Regions from separate parts of the Gossypium hirsutum genome. Here region 2 is linked to region 1. A link is a contact called in public Hi-C data. All regions are on one chromosome and are shown on one strand. Each heading gives the region's core, a stretch centred on a gene start, on an enhancer-like site or on the middle of the called end of the contact. The rest is flanking DNA. Distances are from core to core; before and after follow the strand shown. Region 1 overlaps LOC107919549 (a long non-coding RNA gene). Region 2 holds the start of LOC107918310 (auxin-responsive protein SAUR21).

Region 1 (5,745 bases), core at 1,043-3,542:
TCCAGGTAAATTCTTCCATCTCAATTAAATCATTTACTTTTGTAAAGTTATGTTCATAGTCTGACAATGTACTCGACCCTCCCCAGGTCCTGATAGCCAATTATCATTCCATATATTAATAGAGGCACCATTCCCCAGTTTCCATCCCAATCCTTGTTCCAGTAAGGAGCGGGCATTCCAGATACTTCGCTAGGTAAACGATGTGTAAGCTCCCAGTCTTGCACTTAGAAAATCACCTCTTGTATAATATTTAGCTTTCATTACCTGTGCAAGCAAACTGGTGGGGTTCATAATTAGATTCCATCCTTGTTTGGCTAACAAGGCAACATTAAACTTTGATAAGTCCCTAAACCCCATCCCCCCTTGCGATTTCGTATTACACATGGCTGATCAGCTGCACCAATGAATGCCTTTATTTGTAACTGTATCACGTCACCAGAATATGTTAAACGTGTTTTCTAATTCCCTGCAAAAAGAATTTGATAACATAAAACATTGCATTGCCTAAATTGGAACTGCCTGTAACACCCATTTTATCAACACTTCTTTTCCGCCAATAGATAAAAACCTCACGCTCCAACTCTTTAATTTTTTAATAATTTTTTCTTTGATATTGTTAAAAGCATGCCTTTTGCGTCTCCCCATCATTGCTGGTAATCCCAAATATTTCTCGGGATTATTTGTAATTCAAACGCCAAAGATTCTCTCCACTTTCTCCCTATTGCTAAAACTTGTATTTTTGCTGAAGTAAATTAGGGTTTTATCAAAATTAATAACTTGGCACGATATATTTTCATAATCAGTTACCACAATATAATCAGTTACCACAGTTTTTATCGCTCTTGCACCTTCCTCTGTCGCTTCTCCAAACAGTATGCTATCATCCGCAAAAAATAAATGCGTGATTGCCAAACTACTTCTTCCTATCTTGGCTCCTTTAATAAAATCTGCACTTTTTTCCCTTGTGATCAGATTGGAGAAACCTTGTGCACATATAATAAATAGGGGATCCCCTGTCTTAATCCCTGACTAGGTTTAAATTCTTTTCCTTGTACCCCATTCAAAACCACTGAGTATGTCACTGTCGAAACACTTCATAATTAAAGTAATCCAACAATCACAGAAGCCCATTTTTTCCATAATTTTTTCAATGAAATTCCATTCAACCCTGTCGTACGCCTTACTCGTATCGATTTTTAAGGCAAATGATTCTGTCAATCCTTCCTTTTTCTTTTTGAACGAATGTAGAATTTCATATGTCACAAGAATATTGTCTGTGATCTATCTTCCTGAAATGAAGGCGCCTTGCTACTCATCAATACATGTATTCAGTACCTTCCTAAATCTATTGACCAATATCTTTGATATTATTTTGTAGAGCACATTACACAAACTGATCCGTCTGAATTGATTCATGTTGCTTGGTGAGTTTGTTTTGGGGATTAAAATAATATTTGTTCTATTAATTTCTTGCAGATCTTTCCTTTTAGCATATCTAAACAATAGTTGCAAATATCGTCCCCTATAATATATTTTTTTATAAAAAAAAAGCAGGAAAGCCATCTTTATGCTTTTAGCGGTGACATTGATTTCACAGCTTCAACAACTTCTTCATTTTGAAAATCCGCCATTAAATCTTCATTCAAAAAATCCGATATGCAAGGTTGACTACTTTCGAATATCCTATCACCTTCGCCTACTGCCTTAGATGTGAAAAGATCTTGAAAAAAAATGAGAAGCAATGTTAATAAGTTCAGATTCTTCATCCACCCATCTCCCATTAACGTCGTTAAGGCCTCTAATTGTGTTTTTCTACTTTCGCCCGTTTGCAGCCTTATGAAAAAAAGAAGTAATCTGATCGCCCAATTTAAGCCAATTGACTCTAATTGTGTTTTTAAAATCCGTGATTTGTGCTAAGACTTCATAGGTGGGATCATCTTCGTACAGCTCCAATTTAGAGAATAACCCTTGTTTTCTTCCTTCTCTCCATGCCTTGTTCTTGCTAGCCCATCTACTTAAATTAGTCCCAGGCATAGATAATTTCTCAGGAACGTCTCCCATACAGGCCTTCCAACCCTCAATCACTTGTTCTTCAAAATTTTCATCCAATACCCAATTAGCATTGAATCTGAAATAAAACGGTCTGGCAAGATTTCGTTCTTCAACTTTTCCTGTTGTATTAAGCATAATTGGACAATGATCAGAAAAACTATGTGGCCTATGCTCAATCGAGTATCCTGGAAAATGGTCCCACCATCCAGTATTTGCCACTCCCCTGTTGAGTCTCTCTCTAATGTTATTACTTGGTAGCCTTCCTCTTTTCCAAATAAACCACTGTTCTGAAAAACCTAAATCGCTTAAATCACATTCTCGTAAAACCTCTCGAAAAGCGCTCATTTGTCTTTTATCTCATACACGTCCCCCTTTCTTTTTCAAATGAAAACATTATCTCATTAAAATATCCCATCATGACCCATGGTGAATCATATTCCTTTTCAAGATGTCTTTTTAAATTTCATAAATCTTTTCTCAATCCTTCCACATGTACTCCATAAAAGCCAGTAAATCTCCATATTTTCTCTTCCAATTCTTTAAAGTTATGTGCACCTCCTCCTTCTAACCTAACAATAAGCCTCCTTTTGAACCATTTGCTCCTATATTAATTCCATTTCTAAAACCATAGTTTTTCCTTATTCTTTCCATTTTTCTTGTGTTTACTTTTGTTTCAATAAAAAACAAAATTTGGGGCCTATTTTGTCTCAGACTATGTTTGAGACGATGGATTACTCGTAATTACCCCAACCCGCAAACATTCCAACTTAGGATTTTCATTGCGGCCTTACTAGCAGCCGGCTCTAATTCATTATCTTTGTTGGAACTCACCAATTCATATGAGTTGATTTCTTCTTGACCTTCACAATGTAATCTTTGTCTTTTTTGGCATTCCCTTATCGCAAGCGGTCTGTCCTCTTCTTCTTGCACTACTTCTTTGCCTTTGATAGACACTCTTTCATTAATTAATGAATTAAAGAATTTTGCCCTAGATTGAACATTCCCCTTTCCAGTCATTCTATGATTTCCCAACTTGCTACCCCTGTTTTCCCATGGAGATTCATTTGATTGATTTCCCCTGTGTTGTTTGCAATTTGTTCTTTCCTCTACTTTGACCCCCTCTCTTGGTTCCTTTCGTAGCCATGGGCTTGTCATTTGCATCACTCTCTTTGATTGCGCCCTTAGCGAACTATCCCACCCGAACTCCACATTCTATTCTTCCATTGTTAATCGAACCGGGCAGAAGCCTTCCCTGTGCCCTAATCTTCCACAAAGGAAATAAAACATTGTAATTTTCTCATATTGAAATTGTGCGTAAACTGAATTATTCTTGTCAAAAATAACTTTTTTTCTTTCGTTTTAGGGGAACACGAACATTAAATTTCACTCTAATACGCATGAATTCCCCCCCTCTAGTAATCAAATTCGTATCATATTCTAAAAATTGACTGATTAAGTTCCTGAATTGATTTGTCATTCCTTCAGTCAAGAACCCTAATGGTAGGTTATGAACTTGCCCCCAAAAGATAGCATGGTTCAATGGAATTTGTAATGGATCCTCCCCCCTCTCCATCTTATTAAAAATAATTAGGTGCCTATTGAAAAACCAAGGCATTCCTTCCACCTCCCTTTGAAAATCAATCTGATTGTAAAACCAAAATAAAATCCTCTTTTCTCCAATGTCTGTAATTGAGATCCCTCTTAATGGTGCCACAAACTTTTCTCCAATTTCTCAAGGATGGGAAGTGCACCACGCTTTCAGTAAAAACTCGACCTACCAAACACCAACTGTAATCTTCAATTAGATATTCGTCTTCTTCTGCAAAACGGACTGGAACCTCTTCGTCGTCATCGATGTTGAGGCTTCCAAAATTTTCTTCCATATAAATTTACCTTTAAAATCACGAGATCACCAATTGAGACTGTCGCCGATAATGGTCAAGATCAAAAGAAAAACAAAAAATTCGAAGAAAGTTGAAGGAAAGACAAGACGTGCTATCGCAGCAGACTAGGTAAACGTGCTATCGCAGTAGACTACTTAAACACTAATTTTAGTTTTAGTGGATCCTCCCTATTTTAAATTTAATTTAATTTTATATTCGCATTATTAAATTACTTCTATGTAAAATTAATTAGTTACCTTTCTTTAGAAAGTTTTAATGGAAGATAAATAAATAAAAATAAAAACGTAAAAAAGAAAAGAAAAGATAAAAGATAAATTTAGCCGCTGATGACATTAACCTATTTTGTCATTTTCGCCTTACTCCTTTTCTTTTTCTTTTTTGATCACTATCATTATCACCCTCAACTTTTAATTTTAGTTAAAATTGTTTTGTTTTGCAAAAAAAAAAAAAACTGACTAAATTGTTAAAATTTAAATGTTAATGTCATCGAAATTCACGTAACAATTTACGTGTACTTCACTGCTGACATGAATATGTTTTTAAAATTATTTGAACTTTGTTGAATTTTTATGAAGTACATATGAGTTGCCATACGAGTTATCACATTAGTGTTGTTTAAAACTTTAATAGTCTAGTTAACTTTTCCATCGAAAAGAAAGTAAATTGACTAAAATTTAAAAGTTGATGATCAAAGTGATAAAAAGAAAATAATTAAAACCAAAGTGAGAAAAGGGGTAATGAGAGGCTAAATTTATCATTACGTCCATCTCAAAGTTAAAATTAAAATTGAATATTTAACATATATTTCCATAAAAAGTTGTTAAAAAGAAACAAAAAAAAAGTTGATATAGATCTTGAATAGATATATTCTAATATAGATTAAGATTGTATTGTGTAATGATTAATTTTGATTATTGTTATGAATCTATATGATTATAGTAATTTTTTAATTTTTTTAGTAATGCTTTTCTTCTTCTTTTTCATTTTCTTAATAGATAAAAAAGTTGGATCATTTAATTCGACTTAAAAGAGCTTTGTGCTTTAACCATATACATGACAAACGAGGTTTACAGTAATAAGCTTATTTAGGTAAGATGGTAGAGCATAGGGTTTTTTAAATATATGGTTGGTGTTTTTTTATTTTATTTTATTAATTTCTGTAAAGATCTAGCACAAGGCAGATTGCAACCACACCTTTTGTTTTTTTATTTTTACAAAAATTCTTATTTTTTATTTGGTACAATATTAAAAGTAAGGGATGAGGGTCACATGATTTTAACCTATATCAAAACGTTATGTGATAAGTGTTTTAAATGTTTTTAATACATTTTTTAGTTTTTGTTATTTTTTAGAGTTTTATTATTTTTAAATATTTTTTTTAGATTTATTATAATTTTTTTGACTTGATAGTGCCACGTCAACTTTATCGTAACAGTTCAGTCAGTCAAAGTTAACAATCAGATCAAAATAATAACTGTTAGAGACGGTTTTCATTAGTCAAAGGTCTTAATCAATGCAATTTTTGAATTTAAAAATTCAGACGGATGTATTTATTGCGGATGAATTTAAGTGATTTTAGTTTTTGAAAAAAGTTAAGGAATTTAAGCATTATTATTTATATTTTTAATTAATTTGTTGCAAATTTCAAGCGGGTAAGTTGATTAGATTGCTTTGAATTTAAGGAAATATTAGAGTTAGAGGTGAGCATTCGATTGAATTGAGTGAAAAATTTTTGAATTGTTGAGTTTTGTCATTCTAACTCAATTCGAATTAAGTTGAATAAATTTGC
Region 2 (5,745 bases), core at 1,270-3,769, 430 kb after region 1:
ATAATTCTTGGCACACGGATAGCCATTGCTGTTAGTAACTTGAGTGGGAAGAATAATAATGGAAAAGACTCAAAAAGATGAATGGAAAGATTTGCTTGTAGAGGAGGATATGAGAATTCCTTGGTTGTGATTTGGATAATGCAGTTGTATATATAGATGGAAGAATGTATATGGGATATTAATGAATTGCAGATTGAGTGGTTACCATGCATTCTGGTGGGGTTTGGAAATTGCTCAAGAGGGTGTCACATGGTATTGTCCCCAAATGGCCAATGCTTACAAATCAATATTAGGGCTGAAAATTCATACTGTTGTCTGTTGACAAAACAGTGTGCCCTACAGATTAGAAAATAAACAATCCATGACTGTGAAAAAGATTGCCTTCATTAATAACTCTGGCCTGGTCTAAAACTTATAATGGGGAAAAAATGGCCAATGGCGAACAGGCTAAAGATTGGAAACTGGCACTCAAGATTTTAAGTATAGAAAGCTCTTTGAGCTTGGCTAAACATGCTTCGGACAAAAAGGAAATATGAACAAGAAAATGTTGGAAAGGATTAGACTAATTGGATAAGTAAAGCCGAAAAAGAGAATAGGGTACGCTGCAAAGCTGGATGCATGAAATAAATTTTAATTTAACATGGAAGCAACCAAAAATAAATGGTTGTGATAGAAGCTATGTTCAATAAGCCAAGGTTATCTAGTAGTATGTAATATGCACCTTGTCCTAGGATTTTTGATAGATCTATGGTGAATATTATTAGTATATACCGTCCCTTCAAATGATACTTGATTAAAAAGATATATTTTTTCCCTGCAATAAAATGCTAATATCAGATCTATTCAGAACCACCAAATTGACACTTGAAGATCAGTGACACTTAAAATAGTGGCTTGATACACGTCTTGGAGCTTGTCCTATTGCTTCGTTTTTCTGTTCGAGTTATTGTTCGTGTTCTGTTCGTGTATTCGAGATTTTCCTCGCTTGAGGTTCCGCACTAACAACAAATCCATGTAATATACATGAAGTTCAGATGATCAGTAGTCTAAGTGCTTCTAATGTCATTTGTTACTTTCCAGACCAATAATATACCATCATAGCAGAAACTATGGCAGCAAACAAGGTACGCGTAGTATCCGCACACATGGCAGCAAACAAGGTACGCGTAGTATCCGCACATATTTGAATTCAACAGCCCCGAATTCAGTAACATAGGGTGAAGTGACAAAATGAAACAGCACACATTAACCATCAGAAACGAAATTCATGAAAAGAACGAGTCAACTTTTTGTTTTTCCTAAGTGGTCATTTATATATTTGTTAGATTAAGTACACAAGGGCGGGCATGGGATCGCAGAAAACAATCCACCATATACACTCGCTTTCCTAAAAGAATCTATCTCTGCTTGGTTAGCCATTTTCATACATTTTATATCATTTCTTCCTATGAGCTTTCCAGATTGCAGGTGAGTTCAATGAATGCTTCTTCGTTGCAGGGGACAGTCAGAGCACCCATAGGATGATTAAATCCATACTCTTCTTCAGCTTGACTCAGTAAATTCTGGAATGAAGGATGCTTCAGGAATGAGAGTGGGACAACAAATCTCTTCCTTTCAGCTTCTCCAACATAAACAGCAAAGTGGCCTTTAGGTACCGTTGTTGTCTCCGAAGATGAAAGAGTCCGTTTTAGATTCTTCTTAGCACTAACAATTCTCTGCAAGTGCAAACCCATTACTTTGTGATTTGTGATTTTTTCTTTTACAAGTACTTGACTGTCTAGGAATGGCTTTGGCAATTGGCACAGAGAGAGCAAATTCTTTATGGTCATTGGTAAGCAGTCACAGGCAAATTGAATGGTGAAGACTGAAGAAAGAGTACCTTAGAGACGTATGTTGTGAGGAATCACGTGGCCTTGAGCCCCAACAAAGAATAACATTTTGACAAAGTAGGTACCTTAGTCTATTCTGTTGCAATCTATAATAGGCCACCATTCGATGAAACCGACAATCATGGCCCATTTCAAATACTATATATCGTTCAACCATGGCCAGATGATAATGACTTTACGTAGCAGATTATATGGATGAAATATCATGAAGCAAAATAATCAAAATAATCATATCCACTAGCGACTATGAGTCAGTATGCAAGGCCCTAAATGTTTGGTAATGATAAGGATCAAAGACCAGACTTGCTTATGCTGTTTGTTCTGTATGAATCTTTCGGTGATGATAAGTATCAAAGACCAGCCTTGCTTGTATGATCGAGTGGTTTTAGGAAACTTTGGTGGGTGAAATTTTGATTTTAAGGGATGATAAGTTGAAAACAAGCTCTAAAACATCCTAGAAATGATGTTATGCCAATTATGTCTAGAATCACTAAATATTGACTCCAGACATACATGGATTCTACAATGAAAGTTTGAATTAGTTGATCCTGTCAACTACAATTTGTATCAGGAACTTGTACGCAAAGCAAAAGTCAACCCTCGAGTAACTCTAACGTGCACACCCCACCTTGATGCTGAAGTGTCCAAGTGCGTGCCATTTTCGTATTAACTAATCAATAGCTGAGCTGATCATTAATTTGCCTTATTGCACTGCTTCCGGACAAGTTCTAAGTTACATTAATGCTACAGTTGGTAATAGCCTGAAATGAGATTATATTCCACCATGACAAAAAGGATCCATGTCTTCCATGGAATTGTAAGAAGTATGGCTAGGTTTTCGGTAATTAACTCTATAAACTGCTTTTATTGGGTTTAATCTAATGTCATTTGGCCAATTCCCTCGTAATAGATATTAGATAATGAGCCCTAATATGTAAGTAAGAAAATACGAAACGGAGAAAGAAATGATAGACCGCAAGCAAGTGGCAGATCACTTCTGTAAGGTATAAATTCTGTGAACTGATTAATATTTTACCATCTGGCAGAAGTCGTAGTGTCGAATAGATAGGGACTGTACATATAAAAATCCAAACACTTCTTCAACTAGACAAAACAAGCTCTGACATGAAGGCTGCTTCAAGTAGGAGATTGGAACAACAAATCTCTTCTTTCGAGTCTCTCCATATAGACAGCTAAATGGCCTCCAGGCAAGACAGTGGTCTCTCTGGAAACAAAAAGAATGTTCCAAACAAACTTCTTAGCTTTAACAAACCTAGGAACAGGGAAAGCCTTGACTTAATTAATTTGCATCTCTTTAAAGTTAATTGGATATTGAGATATATGTCTTAAGTTTTGGATAACAGGAAAAGGTGAAAAGAATTGCTGTATAGCAATACGTGGCATACGTGAATTTATATTCCAAAGTTTCTTTGACCAGTAAATGACAGTAATTTAAGTGGTGAAGATAGGACTCACTTTAAAGGGTTTTGTTTAAGGTCGACATATGTCATGAGTCACATGGATTTGCCTTCCACTAGCTACATTGGTAAGATTTCCAAAGATATGCTAATATAACTTTTTCAATCATGAATTATCATGGCCTACCAATCCATAGAAAAGAAAAAGAGAAATTTATGGTGGTCCAGCTGAAATTCTTCTGAATTTCTCATGGACTATATGATTACAATGCATGTCCAAGGCCAACATATCAATGGGTGAAAGTCTGAAAGAAGAAAACTGCTATAGACTATATGCAGATCAAACTATTCATTGTTTTGCTAAATGGCATGCCAATACATAGTTGCATGCATGTTTCCTGATTCACTAAATGATCAATTCTGTTGGTGCAAGAGGCAGCAGCAAGCTGATTTCAGCTTTGCTTAAACAGCAAGTCTCGAGGCTTGCAGCAGAAACAATCAAGGAAAAAAAAACTTACAATGGAAAACAGAAAAGAAAGAGAGAGATTTGAATGAAAATGAGCTGAATTTTCATTAACCTTTTAAGAAGGCATGATGCCAATACATATAAGGGATTACAATAGCAAAACAAACAAGTTACCACCTAATAACTTACCTAACACCACTAATTTGCCTAGTAACTTGGTAAACTTGTTTGAATACATAAACAGCTACCTAAACTTGTCATTCATCACTTAGTTACATCAAAATGCAGCTACCAACTAAGTTTGATCCTAACTAAATACAAAACATTCATTTAAAGAAACTAAATGAATAGCTTCAGCTTGCTGCACCAATTTGCTATTGAAGCACGTTCCCTGCATGGCCACCTTTGCTGCTGCATGGGAGCTGACTTCAACACTCCTCCTCAGCTTCTATGCAGCAGACTCCTAGTTCCCTCTTTAGGCTTAGAAATCTTGATACACCAAGAGACTTTGTGAAGATATCAGCAATCTGATTTTCAGAGCTGCAATGAATCAGCTCAATTTCTCGAGCTTGTTCCATCTCCCTTATCACATGCAGTTTAATATCGAAGTGTTTTGTCCTACCATGGAAGACAGGATTTTTGGCAATAGCAACTGCTGACTTGTTGTCACAATGTATCACAGTTGCTTCATTCTGGTGTAGGTTTAAATCACTCAAAATTTTTCTCAGCCACACAGCTTGATTAACAGCATTAGCAGCTGCTACATACTCAGCTTCAGCTGTTGACTGAGCCACCATTGTTTGTTTTCTTGAGCTCCAACAAATCATTGCAGAGCCAAGTGTAAAAGCATAACCAGAGGTGCTCTTCATGTCATCTTTTGAACCAGCCCAATCGCTGTCTGTATAGCCAATCAATTTCAACTCCTTGACCCTTTTGAAACATATACCATGGTTCAAGGTACCTTTGATATACCTCAGAACCCTTTTTCCTGCTTTGTAATGCTGCTGATTACAGCAATGCATGAATCGTGACAGCATGCTCACAGCAAATAGAATATCAGGTCTTGTTGCTGTCAAATACAACAAACAGCCAATAAGGCTTCTATAATCTGTTTCACAGACAGATTCATGTTCCTCTTGGCTCGATAGCTTCATGCCAATAGCCATTGGTGTGCTCATTGGTTTACAATTCTCCATTGAGAATTTAGCCAGCACTTTCAAGGCAAATGTCTTTTGTTTCAAGAGGGTTCCTCCTTCTACTTGATTGACTTCCATTCCTAGGAAATATGTCATCAATCCTAGGTCTGACATCTCAAACATTTCCTTCATTTTTGTTTTGAAATCAGCCAACATAAACTTGTCTCCTCCAGTCACTAGAAGATCATCAACATACAGTGACACAATAAGCTGTGTTTCAGCTCCATTCCTCTTAACATAGAGTGTTGGCTCACTAGCACTCCTTTCAAATCCCAAACTGACCAGGTATGAGTCAATTCGAGCATACCAGGCTCGAGGGGCCTGTTTTAGGCCATACAAGGCCTTTCTTAGCCTATACACGAAATGTTCCTTACCAGGCATTATAAAACCTGGGGGTTGCTCGATATATATCTCCTCTTCTAAGAATCCATTAAGGAATGCAGACTTGACATCCATTTGGTGGATTGTCCACTGGTTCTGAGCAGCAACTGCAATCAGCAATCTGATTGTATCGAGTCTGGCTACTGGAGCAAATGTTTCCAAGTAGTCCAGACCATACCTTTGACTGAAGCCCTTCACAACTAGCCTGGCCTTTAGCTTGTTTAAATTTCCATCTGCATTGTGCTTCACTCGATAGACCCATTTTACACCAATGGTCTTTCTGTTGGCAGGCTTTTTAACCAACTCCCATGTCTGGTTCTTCACAATCATGTTGATTTCATCAACCATAGCCTGTTTCCAACCTTCATCTGCTTCAGCTTCTTCAAAACTACTAG

What was found. Hi-C and Micro-C count contacts between places; a contact is called where the count stands out from the background.
Region 2: a contact with region 1 is called in a Hi-C map of leaf, with 2.3 times the contacts expected there. The contact joins the promoter of LOC107918310 here to the enhancer-like site in region 1. A contact is called at or near these places in 4 of 34 Hi-C or Micro-C datasets (all in leaf).

The regions. Positions count from the first base shown.
Region 1 is chrD13:24,559,674-24,565,418 of Gossypium_hirsutum_v2.1, forward strand. LOC107919549 (a long non-coding RNA gene) reads left to right here. Exons shown (of 3, transcript XR_001690383.2): 2 at 1-5; 3 at 87-296. Among protein-coding and RNA genes, the nearest start is that of LOC107919549, 4.2 kb to the left of the region's middle. Within about 2 kb of position 2,293, at least 3 of the 9 cell types and tissues checked have an H3K27ac peak or open chromatin away from gene starts, as enhancers often do. A contact at or near this core is called in leaf, where this site is marked.
Region 2 is chrD13:24,986,995-24,992,739 of Gossypium_hirsutum_v2.1, forward strand. It overlaps LOC107918310 (auxin-responsive protein SAUR21), which reads right to left and starts at 2,520. Exons shown (of 1, transcript XM_016847836.2): 1 at 875-2,520. The coding sequence starts at 1,829. The coding sequence ends at 1,446. It also overlaps the pseudogene LOC107918309.